Linked DNA regions of Zea mays: region 2 is linked to region 1. The links are chromatin contacts, called in public Hi-C maps. All regions are on one chromosome and are shown on one strand. Each heading gives the region's core, a stretch centred on a gene start, on an enhancer-like site or on the middle of the called end of the contact. The rest is flanking DNA. Distances are from core to core; before and after follow the strand shown. Region 1 holds the start of LOC100275140. Region 2 holds the start of LOC100279550.

Region 1 (6,947 bases), core at 1,868-4,367:
CCGCAAGGAAACTGCTTTGTCAAAAACAGATTTTCCATGCTTACCTTTCTAGATATTGGGCATCATAATATCCCTTCATTTTCTCAAGAGAATCGTATCTGCAGCTATTTTTTGTTAAAGCTATGCCATTTTATTCGGGCGATCTAGTTTGATGTCTACTTATTCTCCACTAATTTTTGGAGAAGGTGCTGTGGTGAGTGGTGACTACTTATTACTCTCCTAAAGTAAAAAAGGTGAAACTGACAAGAGGAGGTACTAGACTGTCAATTCGATGTAGCCTTTCAGGAAATCCTGTGGAGGAAATGATTTACAAGAAATGAAACTCTTTCCTTGGGAAGGACAAGGTGAAAATTGGAAAGTCAATTTGATATGTGCAGTAAATGGAGCTCACCTACATATTTTAAAAAGTTAGCTGTTGCATTCATAGTTTTTCCTGATAACACCTTCGAATTTTTTTTAGTTTTGCAAGTTCATACTTTTCATCACATCTTAGATGCTGACCTAGCACTGAAGGAGGAACATAATGTAACGATTTCCATTTTGCAGTGGAATCTCTTCAACTCAAAAGTTCTACTTAACAGTTAACACTTGTTTCTTGAACGAAACGTAATGAGATTTCTCAAGGTTTTACGAACTATTTTACATGCCACTGCATGGTTCTCGTAATTACAGAAAAACAGAATGTCAGAGAAAACCAGAAACGGTATTAAGAATTCACCAAAGTTTCAATGTATAGCTGCCTCTACATGGTTCTCCTAATTAGTAGCGACCACAATATCAAAGAAAACAAGCACAATTTATAATGAATCACCAAAATTACATAGCACAGACGTGATCGTGCTAACGGATTAGGAAGCATAGTCACTGTTACTGAAACCATATAGCGCAATAACTTCTTAATTCTTCCATTGTTATTCATCAATCATCATTGTTAGTAAAAGATATTAAAATATTAAGACAAAAGAGCTCGTGACTATTGACAATTTACTGTTAAGCATATAACCAATGGCAATGGACAACTCATTTGATTCTGAATTGTTCTTAAACAATTTAGTGCATGACGCTATTCTGAGTCTGATGCTCAGGTGAGAATGTAGGCACCATATGGGAAGTAAGCACTAAGCACTACTATTTTTTCTGATTTCCGATCTAACTTCATTGCACAGGAAAGTGTACGGGTTGAGATGATTCAGTTCAAAAAAAAAAGAAACTTTTGTTACAGTTTCATCATAGTAACATTGACTAAATTAACTTCAGACGCATAAGTGCATAACACCTTCTATAATGTTGGAGATTCAGGTAGTCTTTAAGGATTATATTATACCTCAAGGTTGCATATTAACATATCAACAGCACTACAGACTTCTAGAGGGGAATAGAAAAGATTTACCGGTAGCAACCAAAATTCCAACAACTGCTGAGATAACAGTCGCAGAAATGACAAAGATAGCAACTGATACTGCTCCAATATACACTGCAACCAAGCAAGCAAAGAAGATGGCCAAGAATCCTCCGGCAGCGGCCAGTGACATCAAGACTGAGACAATGATCGCATTAGCAGTGGCAACCAATAGGAAGAACATGAAGGTCAGAAGGCCAGTCAATGCTATAAGCGTGATTGTCCCGACCTGCCAGATCAAACAAAGATAAAATTAGAAAAATTGTTTACTGTCAATTTTCAAGAATTTTTAAAATGGATGCCATAAAAAAACGAGGTATCATGTAAGAGTTTATGGGATCAAAACTACACGCAAAAGCAATCTACCATGTTCTATTGCTAGCAGAAGTAATTCACCATGTTTTCGTTTCTGCTTACAACATGCTCCCTTCGACTTCAAATGCAGTTAATTTTGAGTTGTCTAAAGTCAAACTAACCTAAGTCAGATAAGTTTTTTAGAAACAACGTTATTAAATGAGTACTATTAAAAACACTGCTACCCTATGAAATCTAATTTTTAGAAGGAATATGAAATCTATTTTTATAGTTTACCTATTTGAGGTCGTAGATGTTAATACTTATTTTGTAATTGTTAATTTAGTTAAACTTATGGTTGTTTGGTTTAGAGAAAACCTAAATCTATTAGGTTTCAGGACAGAGGGATTACAATTCAGCCTATTCTTCACTTCCCCCAACAGATTCGCAAACATTCTTCACTTTCCCCAACAGATTCGTAATCATATATGGCCCTGATAGGGATGGAACGGATAAATATCAACCTTTTTTCTTTTTTCTTTGATTGCGAATAAATAGTATATAAAATCTGCTATGCAAAATGGTATTATCGTTTTTTAGCTATGAGCTTGTAAAGATTCATAAAATTTAAACCTCAAATTTATATCTTCTCAAATGAAAGATATAAAATTCCGATACAAATTCAGATATTTTTTCACCTTTTCGGTTGTGAGGAGCAAATAATACATAAAACAATTTATACAAAATTTTATTCTTATCTGTAATAATATGCTTGATAACATAAAAAAAGATTAACATAAAATTCCATACCTATCTATTTTAAAATATTAAATTTGTCTAACAATTCGGATACCCACTTTCATCCTTGCCCCTGAGATCTAAAAAGCACAAATCTAAACCAACATTGCAATAGTGACCATGGCACAGTTAACCGCTACGCAATCACCTACAGAAAATAAACTAAAGAAGATAGAGCCAGATTTAGTAAACAGGGCAAGAAAACCCATGCTCATGTGACGGATCAAGGAGGCGCGCGCCCACCGAGATGACGAGGATGGCGCGGAGGCCGCTGCCCCGCCTGGTCCACTCAAGCAGGTCCCGCGCGGAGTTCCGGGACGCCCCCCTCAGGCGCGGCGCGGCGTCGCAGGACGCCGCCCGGAGCCGCCGGAGCAGAGGCTCGTCCGGGTACCAGACGCCGTCGACGAAGCTGCGGAGGACGCCGGCGAGCGTGTCCTCCTCGCCGACGTCGACCTCGCGGGCGCCGGAGGGGGCCTCGCCGTTGGTGGCGGGCCTGGCAGAGGCGTCGGCGGGGGCGGGCCCGTCGACATCCATTGGCGGCAAGATGTGGGGACCGGGGAGGAGTCAATGCAACTGGGCACTGGCGTGGCGTACTGCCGTACTGGCGTCGCCGAGGGGAACAGGAACGGATGGGGATATGCGCTGTGCTGGATTTAACGAGGGGTTCGGGGACACGTGGCGGCTGGAGTAGCGCGATCATCGCCACGTAGGTGAGGGATGTATCCCGTGGGCCGACCTCCGCGAGCACCACGAATTCACTCTCCATCGACCATTCGAGCCTTGGAGTACTATTGGGTGTTGGGTACTTGGGTGTCCAGGGCCAGTTACCGGAACTAATTACTAGTTACCGGAACTAATTACTGCTAAAATAAGAAAGCTAATAAGTTAACGAATTTTTAACTAAATATCTAACTAGTTGTTTATCTGACTAATTAGTTAAATTCAGCTGAGTTTCTATCAATAGCAACTACTTCTTCACGTATCCTGTTAGTCGTCGTTTTGGACAAATTTTAAGTTAAATTTATAAAATTTTGACTATAAATAACCATTTTATTATGTAGTTTTGAAATATAATGTTTATATGCACCGATTTATCTTAACATGTACTTTTATAAAAACATCAATGTATTAAAAGTTTATTTGTATTTAAAAAAATATTGGTCAAAATTATATTTTAGAGACTCTGTCGCTGTTCTAAATAATAACTAATAGTACATCGAAGGGTGTAGCTCTATCTATCATCTAGAGTCATTGCTACACTCTCACTTGGATCAGGCTAAGTAGAATTATTTGGCAGAAACTACGTGTCCCGAAGTATGTGGTAGTGAACATCTTTGAATTTGGTGACGGCGACGTTGTAGCTCTCAAGTATCGACTCAAGCAATACTGGCATCTTCCAATTCGCCCATTTGTCAACTCAAATCAGAGATTGATAGGACCCTAAATGCATGGGTGTTTTGAGGGTTTTGTTATTGAAAGAGAAATAGCTTCCACTTTTTCTAATTGATTTTGGTGGTTGAATTGTCCAACACAAATAATTGAACTAACTAGTTTGCTCTAAGTTATGAGTTCTACAGGTGCCAAAGGTCCACAACAAACCAATAAAAAGACCGAAAAAGGATTTAAATATAGAAAGCTAAAGTCAGCCGAAGTGTGCCCTGGTCTGGCGCACTGGACTGTCCGGTGTGCCACCGGACAGTGTTTGGTGCACCAGGAATTTCAACTCCGAACTGCTCACCTTCGGGAATTCTGGAGGCCACTCCGCTATAATTCACCGGACTGTCCGGTGGCGCACCGGACTGTCCGGTGTGCCAGCGGAGCAACGGCTACTTCGCGCCAACGGTCGTCTGCAGAGAGCATTAAATGCGCTATAGTGCGCGCCAGAGTCAGAGCAGAGCCAGATGGCGCACCGGACACTGAACAGTGCTTGTCCGGTGCACCACCGGACTGTCCGGTGGCCCAGAAGACAGAAGCTCCAACGGTCGAAATCCAATGGTTTGGTGACGTGGCAGGCGCACCGGACAGTATCCGGTGGCGCACCAGACTGTCCGGTGCGCCATGCGACAGCAGCCTTCACCAAACGGCTAGTTTGGTGGTTGGGGCTACAAATACCCCCAACCACCCCCCATTCATGGCATCCAAGTTTTCTGACTTCCCACACCTTACAAGAGCTATAGCATTCAATACAAGATACACAAAAGAGATCAAATCCTCCCCCAAGTCCTTAGTTCATTCCAAATCAAATAGTGACTTGTGAGAGAGTGAATTGTGTTCATTTGAGCTCTTGCGTTTGGATTGCTTCTTTTTCTCATTCCTTCTTGTGATCAACTCAATTGTAACCGAGGCAAAAGACACCAATTGTGTGGTGGTCCTTGCGGGGACTTTGTGTCCCGTTTGATTGAGAAGAGAAGCTCACTCGGTCTAAGTGACCGTTTGAGAGAGGGAAAGGGTTGAAAGAGACCCGGTCTTTGTGACCACCTCAACGGGGAGTAGGTTTGCAAGAACCGAACCTCGGTAAAACAAATCCTTGTGTCACACTCTTTATTTGCTTGCGATTTGTTTTTCACCCTCTCTCTCGGACTCTAACCCGGCTTGTAGTTGTACTTAAGTTTATAAATTTCGGATTCGCCCTATTCACCTCCCCCTCTAGGCGACTTTCAATTGGTATCAAAGCCCGGTGCTTCATTAGAGCTTAACTGCTCGAAGTGATGTCGGGAGATCACGCCAAGAAGATGGTGATCGGTGGTGAGAATATCGCTACAAGCCACGGAAAGGCTCCATCGAGGGAGTTCACCAACAACAAGAAGGATGGATCCCCTTCACGCATTCGATCGCACAAGAGTGGCGAGAAGAAGAAGATGAAGAAAGTGGTCTACTACGAGACCGACTCTTCCTCGCCCTCTACATCCAGATCCGACACCGCGTCCGTCACTTCTAAACGCTAAGGGCGCAAGAAGTATAGTAAGATCCCCCTATGCTATCCTCGCATTCCTAAGCATACTCCATTACTTTCCGTCCCATTAGGCAAACCACCAACATTTGACGGTGAAGATTATTCTAGGTGGAGTGATATGATGAGATATCACCTAACCTCACTCCACAAAAGCATATGGGATGTTGTTGAGTTTGGTGTACAGGTACCATCCCTAGGGGATGAAGATTATGATGAGGACGAGGTGGCCCAAATCGTGCACTTCAACTCCCAAGCCACCACTATACTCCTCACCTCTCTAAGTCGAGAGGAGTATAACAAGGTGCAAGGATTGAAGAGCGCCAAGGAGATTTGGGACGTGCTAAAGACCGCGCACGAAGGAGACGAGGTGACAAAAATCACCAAGCGGGAAACGATCGAGGGGGAGCTCGGTCGCTTCAGGCTTCGCCAAGGGGAAGAGCCACAAGAGATGTACAACCGGCTCAAGAACTTGGTGAACCAAGTGCGCAACCTCGGGAGCACAAAATGGGATGACCATGAAATGCTCAAGGTTATTCTTAGATCACTCGTTTTTCTTAACCCTACGCAAGTTCAATTAATACGTGGTGATCCTAGATACACACTAATGTCTCCCGAGGAAGTAATAGGAAAATTTGTGAGCTTTGAGTTGATGATCAAAGGCTCAAAGAAGATCATCGAGCAAGATGGCCCCTCCACGCCCGAAGCACAACCGGTCGCATTCAAGGCGACAGAGGAGAAGAAGGAAGAGTCTACATCAAGTAGACTCCCCATTGACGCCTTCAAGCTCGACAATGAGGAGATGGCGCTCATCATCAAGAGTTTCCGCCAAATCCTCAAGCAAAGGAGGGGGAAGGACTACAAATCCCGCTCCAAGAAAGTGTGCTACAAGTGTGGTAAGCCCGGTCACTTTATTGCAAAATGTCCATTATCAAGTGACAGTGATAACGACAAGAAGGTCAAGAGGAGAGAAAAGAAGAGGTACCACAAGAAGAAGGGCGGCGATGCCCATGTGTGCCGCGAGTGGGACTCCGACGAGAGCTCCACCGACTCCTCCTCCGATGAGGACGCCGCCAACATCGCCATCACCAAAGGGCTCCTCTTCCCCAACGTCGGCCACAAGTGCCTCATGGCAAAGGACGACAAAAGGAAGAAGGTAAAATCAAAATCCTCCACTAAATATGCAACCTCTAGTGATGAGGATAACTCTAGTGATGAGGAGGATAATTTGCGCACCCTTTTTGCCAACCTAAACATGCAACAAAAAGAAAAGTTGAATGAATTAATTAGTGCGATTCATGAGAAGAATGAACTCTTGGACACTCAAGAGGACTTCCTAATTAAGGAAAATAAGAAGCATGTTAAGGTTAAGAATGCTTATGCTCTAGAAGTAGAAAAATGTGAAAAATTATCTAGTGAGATAAGCACGTGCCATGATATTATTGCCAACCTTAGAAATAAGAATGCTAAATTATATGCTAAGGTTGATTCAAATGTTTGTGATGA
Region 2 (6,900 bases), core at 1,965-4,464, 230 kb after region 1:
TCGGCATCTCCCACTTATCCACAAGTGGCCATATCCTATAGGCTATGTGTTCCTGAACCGGGTCTCTTGTGCCAATAAAGGCACAAACATTATTGAAAGCCTTCTGGCATGCTTCGGTATCCTTCTTGAGCATAGTAGTCGGCCTTCGGAGGCCGAAGCGAGACCAGATGGGGTGTTGGATAATCCCCTTTATGTCTTCCCTTTCAATCAAATTGTTCTTGACATAAAACCATTCCTCCATCCAAGCCCTGGGCCACCTTTTTCGAAATGTTGGGACGGGATAACTTACATCGGCACGAGGAACGAAGCCGTAACAACTGAAGTTATTGTGATATTGCTCTTTGCCAGTGCCCTTCGTCTCGTACAATAGTTTGTGCATGTTGCAGAAGCATTTCGCGCTCGGTTCCAGCCCTTGGCTTCTCACGGCCCAAACAAAAATACCCATTCTGATTATAGCTTCAGGAGTGATTTGATGAAGAAAGATTTCAAATGTCTTCAAAACTTCAACCAAAAATCTGCTTAATGGAAATCGAAGACATGCCTTCATAAAGCTTCTGTAAACAACAACTTCATCTTCTTCGGGTGCAGGGGCGACGCTGTCCCCCAACTCTTACAATAGACATATCACGAAAATTCTTCCCTTCATGGCATAAATTTGACTTTGTTTGATAGACGACTTTCCGAAGATAGTATGACTTGGCCGCCAGGGCCGATCTTCAGCATCTTCATTCCCACTTTCCACATCATAGTCATCACTATCGTCAGAATCTTCAGACAAATCAGCCATTATTTCGTTTGTAATCTTCTTTGTGTTTGTTTTTTCCATAGTTTCGTAAAACCTAGCTAGAGCAGGGTCCACAACCTTCTTCTCCTCAGACATCTTCTCTTCAGACATTTAACAAGCACTTGTGTACTCGCAAATCAAGCGAGAGCTAATAGCAAGAAAATTAAAATTTGAGAAAACAACACGAGCAATTGAAATGGCATAACAGATGTTGTCGTTGTGGGTCTCTATTTATATGCCTAGTGCATTGCAACTTGGCGGGCCCCATTTGTCATTGACTTTCGCTATTCTAGCGAAGGGAAGGTGTTTTTTCGTACCTTCGGCTAAAGGCCTTCGTTCACGTTGCAGTCTGAATTTTGTTAAACAACAAATTAACACTACGAGGGGCTACTGTTGGGGGCCTTCATCTTTCGAAGGTCCTCAAAAACACGACTAACATGTCTTCCAGTATAGTATACTGTCAAAGGAGGCTTCGACTTTAAGATGAAGGTGTACATGGCATGAAAGGCGCGATCTGGAAGAAGGATGAACCAGTTCCGAAGTTATGACGGAGAAGCTTCGGCTTAGCACAAGGACGATGATGGTGCAGAATGAAACCGACCTAAAGGGGAAAAGACTGCTTAGTCCTCGACAGCTTACCTTCTAGCTAATAGTAAATGTCAAGGACATGAATGTAATTTGCCCAGGCTGCGTCCTGTGCCTATAAATAGATGAACAGTAACACCGTACTGTTCACGCTGACTTGTAATCGCTTGCACGTCACTCTGGACTTTTACCTTCTGTCAAGCCGAAGGTACAAATGTAATTTAATATCATCAATGTTCGTTCATAATTATATAATATGAATAATCTAATAATTTAAGATAATTATTCATGCTCTTTCTATGTTTCATATGTTCCTGTTTTTATTCTTACATATTGAAATTATGAAAGTATGTCCTTCGTAACTTTCGTCTAAAGATCATTATATTCTAAAGGAAATAATGCTTCGAAGGACAAATGTCTTTAACCATTAACATTTGTGTTTCCTTGTTTTCAACTCATAGCATTTGACAACAAGTGGCTAACAACATGTGTTTGATAGTTATTGTGGGCTTGATGTCCAATCAGCGATGAAGTCTGCCAATGCTTGAGACTAGAAGGATGAACGATGCATAAACTTTATGACAAACTCATTCATCTCAGCAACCCATTTTCTAATTTGTCCAGTCTGCCAATGCTTGGGGTAGGCTACTAAAATAGCTAATAGTTAAACTATAGCTGGGGTGTTTGATGTCTCTAGCTAATTTAGCCACTAAATATTAGCTCTAATTATTTACAACTAACTTTTAGGGCGATGTAAAAGTTTCGATAGTGGTCTCTGCTGCATAACAAAGGAAGGAGATCATCATTCATGCATGGACGTGCCCAAACTGTGGCCTTGGCAAAGTTTAGGGTCTGTTTGGTTGGGCTGTGGCTGTGGAAAAAGTTGCTGTGGGCTGTGAGCTGTGGAAAAAGCTGCTGTAGGCTGTGTGCTGTTAAAAAGCTAAAAATCGTTTGGTGGAAACCACTAAAAGTCGTTAAAAGTTCTTCGATATATGTTTTCACAGTTGCATCCAAAAGCCACTAAAAGCAGGTCCAGGGGTGCTTTCAGTTTTGCACTACGAGAAAGTCGGCTTTTAGAAAAAGCTGCTTCCTGGATCCAGCCCTTTGGTTGGCTTTTGACTTTTAGGGGGCAAAAGCCAAAGCCAAAAGCCAAACCAAACACACCCTTAGTTAGGGTTTTCAGAATCGAATTTATGTATAGTTTTTAGTTCTTTTCCAAGCCGTTAGTTTCTTCTGAGTGGACTATCTTTATTCGCGCCTATTAATATGACTTCTTTGTTCTAAATTGGTTGCAATAGTTTAACACTAACAGTTCCAGTTTAATTGTATTGACTCTCAACGGTGTACGTTCCCCCGATGGTAAGGCTAGGATTTTGTTTCGTCACTTAAGAACTGTAAGCCTAGTGATGTTATGGGAGTATTTTTGACGGGACGACGACTAGTTCTGATGAATTTTGACTGTTCGTTTAGTTTTAATCTATACTGGTTTCTACTATTTTTATAGTGTTTTGTCTTTATAGATTAGAGCTAAAGCAGTCTAAACAGCTGGCATTAGTCCGAAGCGAGACTCGACAAAAGCGACCCCTGGCCTCTCATCTGTAGACATGTTCTCTCCCATGCATATCCCCCATTCTGTGTATTTATACTCGTCTGATCAGTCTTTTTCTCATAATATCTCTTGCCTTTTAATACCGTAACCTAACCAAGAGTCCAAGATTAGCTAGTTGACAACACAAGAAACCAACTGCATTCGATCTCGGCTTCCTTAATACCTCATCTCCGTGGACATCTCAAGAGCAATAGTGACGGGCCAAGAGAAGGGAGAGGAAGCAATGGCTGTAGCTAGCTAGCTACTGCGATAGCAAGTCACAGAAAAATCATCACCACACACAAACACACACATAAGCACAAGCAAAAAAGCATCATCCCCAGCAGGTCCCAATAAGAACTCCAACCATCACTGCCTTCATCATCCGATCTCATATATCCTTACGCCAACGACAGCTGCTAGCTGCAGCGGAGGGAGGGCGGCGGCGCACGCGCGGCACCTATGGAGGCGCGGGCAGTGTCGGCGCTGGACCTTTCGCTGCACATCAGCCTGCCGAGCAGCGCCGCCGGGTCGGCATCGCCCGCCCCGGAGCTGGGCGGCGGGGGAGGGATTGGGCGAGGTGCGCAGCCGCCGGCCGGAGCGGACCCATGGCGTCGACTGAACGGATCCACGGCGTCGACCGAGCTGTCGCTCTCGCCGCCGCTGTGGCAGCAGGACGTGGCTGCCGGGGATGTCCTTCCGTGCCGTCGGCTCCGGCCGGCAGCGCCGAATCACTACTCCTCCACCGCGGATGCAACGACGTTCGTGCCAGTGACCGTACCCCGGCTTATTTCGTTCGACGCCGCGGCGGGAGCGGAGGACGAGGCGGCGCGGGCGAGGCCAATCGAAGGCGTGCCCGTCTACAGCAGCTCGCGGGCTGCCCGTCGTCCATTTCTAGGCGCCGGTGCCGGTGAGTACCACCGCCAGGGCCACCACCCAAAGGCGGCCGGGCTATACAATCGTCCCTGTCACTCCTCGTCGCGGCCCTCGTCCCTGCGCTCGACGACGACGACGACGTCTCCCGCCGTGGCTCCCCCCGCGGAGTCCTCGTACCTCTCGCCGTCCGCGTACCACCGGATGCTGTCGAGCACCAGCAGGCTCCGCCTCCAGGGCGTGCTCGCCGACACGCTCCGGGGCTACGGCGGACACCACCACCAGCAGCAGCACTTGGACAGCCTCGCCGCGGCCCGCTATATGCCGAGGTTCCTGGCCTCCAGGCGCGGCATGCGCGCACCGCGGATGCGGTGGACCAGCAGCCTGCACGCGCGTTTCGTCCACGCCGTCGAGCTCCTCGGCGGCCACGAGCGTGAGTCGTTATTAATAACCTGCTGCTACCCTTCCATCCATCCATCGATATCCATGCTCAGCTCTAGACCCCAAAAAAAACAGTGCATTTCATGTAGATCTGCCAGAATCATTTCATGCGGGATATGATTAATCTCCCCTTCTCTCTCTCCCCGGCCGGCCTCTCTCGGCACACAAACAGGGGCGACGCCCAAGTCGGTGCTCGAGCTGATGGACGTCAAGGATCTGACGCTAGCGCATGTGAAGAGCCACTTGCAGGTTGAGTTCCGTTCCGGCCGAGCCCTTCGTTCTTTTACTCTGTCTACCGTGCGGTTCTTTAATTATTCTGTGTTCTTCGTGCATCTCCTCTTCTTCTTCCTTTGTTTGGGCGGACTCATGTACAAGGAGAGGTCAAATCTTGATGAGGGCACAGACTCCGACAGACGATGTGTTCAGTGAGTGAAGCTGCTGAATGAGAGAGAAAGTCGACAGAGATATTGTTCTGTGCAGACCCTAGCCAAGAAACTGCCATCCCTAGAGAGAGAGAGGAGAGGGGGAGCTACTAGTACTAGATTAGCATAGCTAGAGCGGCTAGAGAGAGAGAGATCATCTACTTCTGCTGCTCCTACTAGCTAGATAGTGAGGGAGATTGGATGTGTGGGTGCGTGTGTGTGCAAGAAAAGGTGCCATCATCATTGCACAATAATGCAACGTGTGTCTGGTCCTGCAAGCCGCGCCCAACCTCCAAAGCTAGCTAGCAGTGAAGTGAGCGCAACATGGGCACGCACGGACGACGAGATCATCAGAGTCAGAGAAGAGCCGGCCCACCCCATTGCGATTTCCTTTGGACAGTTCTGGCCGGCCGGGTGCTCCGTTTTGTGTGCGATTTCCCTTTCTCCCCCCGCCCCACACGATCTCCTCCCTCCCTCCCTCCCGATGCGAGCAGAAACTGTGTCCGCAGCTTTGCTTTCTTGGTCATTCTTTTTTTTCTTGCTGCTCCTTTTGCAGATGTACAGGACCGTGAAGAGCACTGACAAGCCTGCAACGACCTCATCGGGTAAACAAGACTGTCATATGTGCTCTCTCAAACCCTCTCCAAGTTTAAATGTGATTTCATTCTTGACGATTAGGCGGGCCGCCTGTGGACGGTGGCGGCGACGACGATGATCTCCCGAGTGCCCGGCGGGCTCAGTCGTCGTCGTCGTCGCCAGCTGGACGACGGGACGGCAGCAGCCCGCAGGCGTTCACCAGACACCGGTCGGCTGCCTCCTCGGAGGGCGCGGCGAGCCTCGCGGGCGGCGACGACGTCGAATGCTCCTCCTCGGCCGACGATTCCGACTGCGGCAGGGCGCGCAGTGCTTCGTCGTCAAGGTACGTGTCACGTGTCTTTTTTTAGCTCTAGCTAGCACTACTAGTAGTTTTCAGCAAGCAAAAAAGATAATCCAGCAGTAATAATAATCTGATGAGAAGATTAGCTAGCTAGCTAGCTAGCTAGCTAGAGCTAAAACGATGTTAGGCCCTACACAACAAGGGATCCTGAGCTGCTGGTATACTGTACTGTATAACATCTTGGGATTTGGCCTATCTTGTCCTCTTGTCTCGCTTCCTCCCTAGGAGAGGCTGCTGCTTTTGCTTCTTTTTTTTTCTCCTTATCACTCTGCGTCGCTGCGGCCTGCGGCTGCTATATTATGCAGGGGAGGACTTTGACCTCTCATCACAACTTTGCGTGAATCAACCTTGCTAGCTAGAAATGTGATGTCAACTTGTCAAGAACCCTGTTCTGCGTCTTGTTGCTATAGCTACTGCAGTATGTGTGCTCTCACATTGCTCCCAAGTTATACGAAAAATTGACTTGCAGCAAATACAAGTACAATGTTATGTTCTTATTCCTTATTACAATAACCTGCGTTGAGTAGAAAATAGGAGGGAAATAAAAAATGTACTGCTCCTCTCTCTCTCTCTCTCTCTCTCTCTCTCTCTCTCTCTCTCCTGATCTTAAGCTCCTGCGTGTCTTTCATGCATGTGAGCCTTTACAGTTCCAGTCGGTGATATTTGCTGTTAACTTGCCTGATAAAGTCAGGTGAATTTGTCCACAATAATAATCCGCCCCACATAAAAGCTCCTCGCCGAGACCAGGATATTTCTGGACACAAGCATATTAGTGGTCGATCGGGGTATGTATGCATGTGTGCAAAGACAGTCTTCGTCAATCGCACGGGTCGTCGCCTATTACTTGCCTTAACAAGCTCTAGGTTACTGCATTGAAAAGAATTACACTGCCATGACCAAATATAGTAATATTGAAGAACTGTTAAAAAAGATTGGGAACGTATTAGCTAGCATTCATGATTATGTATATACTAATTGTTTTCAGGAAGAGAGAGAGAGAGAGAGAGAGAGAGAGAGAGAGAGAATGATACAGATTAGAACTTTATTTGGGATGAAAATGTGCGTAGACGAGCTCAGAAACTTAGCAATGGTATTAGTGGCGTCACATCATTTGATTGTTGCACATAACTGGTGGTCAGATAGTTTGGAACTCCGATCCGCTAGTAGCTAACTGGCCATATAATTTCAGTTTAGTATTTTCTTTCATCGATAAGTAGTTTCTTTTTTTATTTCGAGGGAGCATTTTAGCATCCATTTGATAGAATATGAC

What was found. Hi-C and Micro-C count contacts between places; a contact is called where the count stands out from the background.
Region 2: a contact with region 1 is called in a Hi-C map of ear, with 2.5 times the contacts expected there. The contact joins the promoter of LOC100279550 here to the promoter of LOC100275140 in region 1. A contact is called at or near these places in 2 of 25 Hi-C or Micro-C datasets (ear and tassel).

Annotation. Positions count from the first base shown.
Region 1 is chr4:82,866,939-82,873,885 of Zm-B73-REFERENCE-NAM-5.0, forward strand. It overlaps LOC100275140, which reads right to left and starts at 3,118. Exons shown (of 3, transcript NM_001150506.2): 1 at 2,735-3,118; 2 at 1,391-1,628. The coding sequence starts at 3,025.
Region 2 is chr4:83,092,882-83,099,781 of Zm-B73-REFERENCE-NAM-5.0, forward strand. It overlaps LOC100279550, which reads left to right and starts at 3,215. Exons shown (of 6, transcript NM_001321010.1): 1 at 3,215-4,263; 2 at 4,444-4,520; 3 at 5,250-5,298; 4 at 5,372-5,612. The coding sequence starts at 3,420.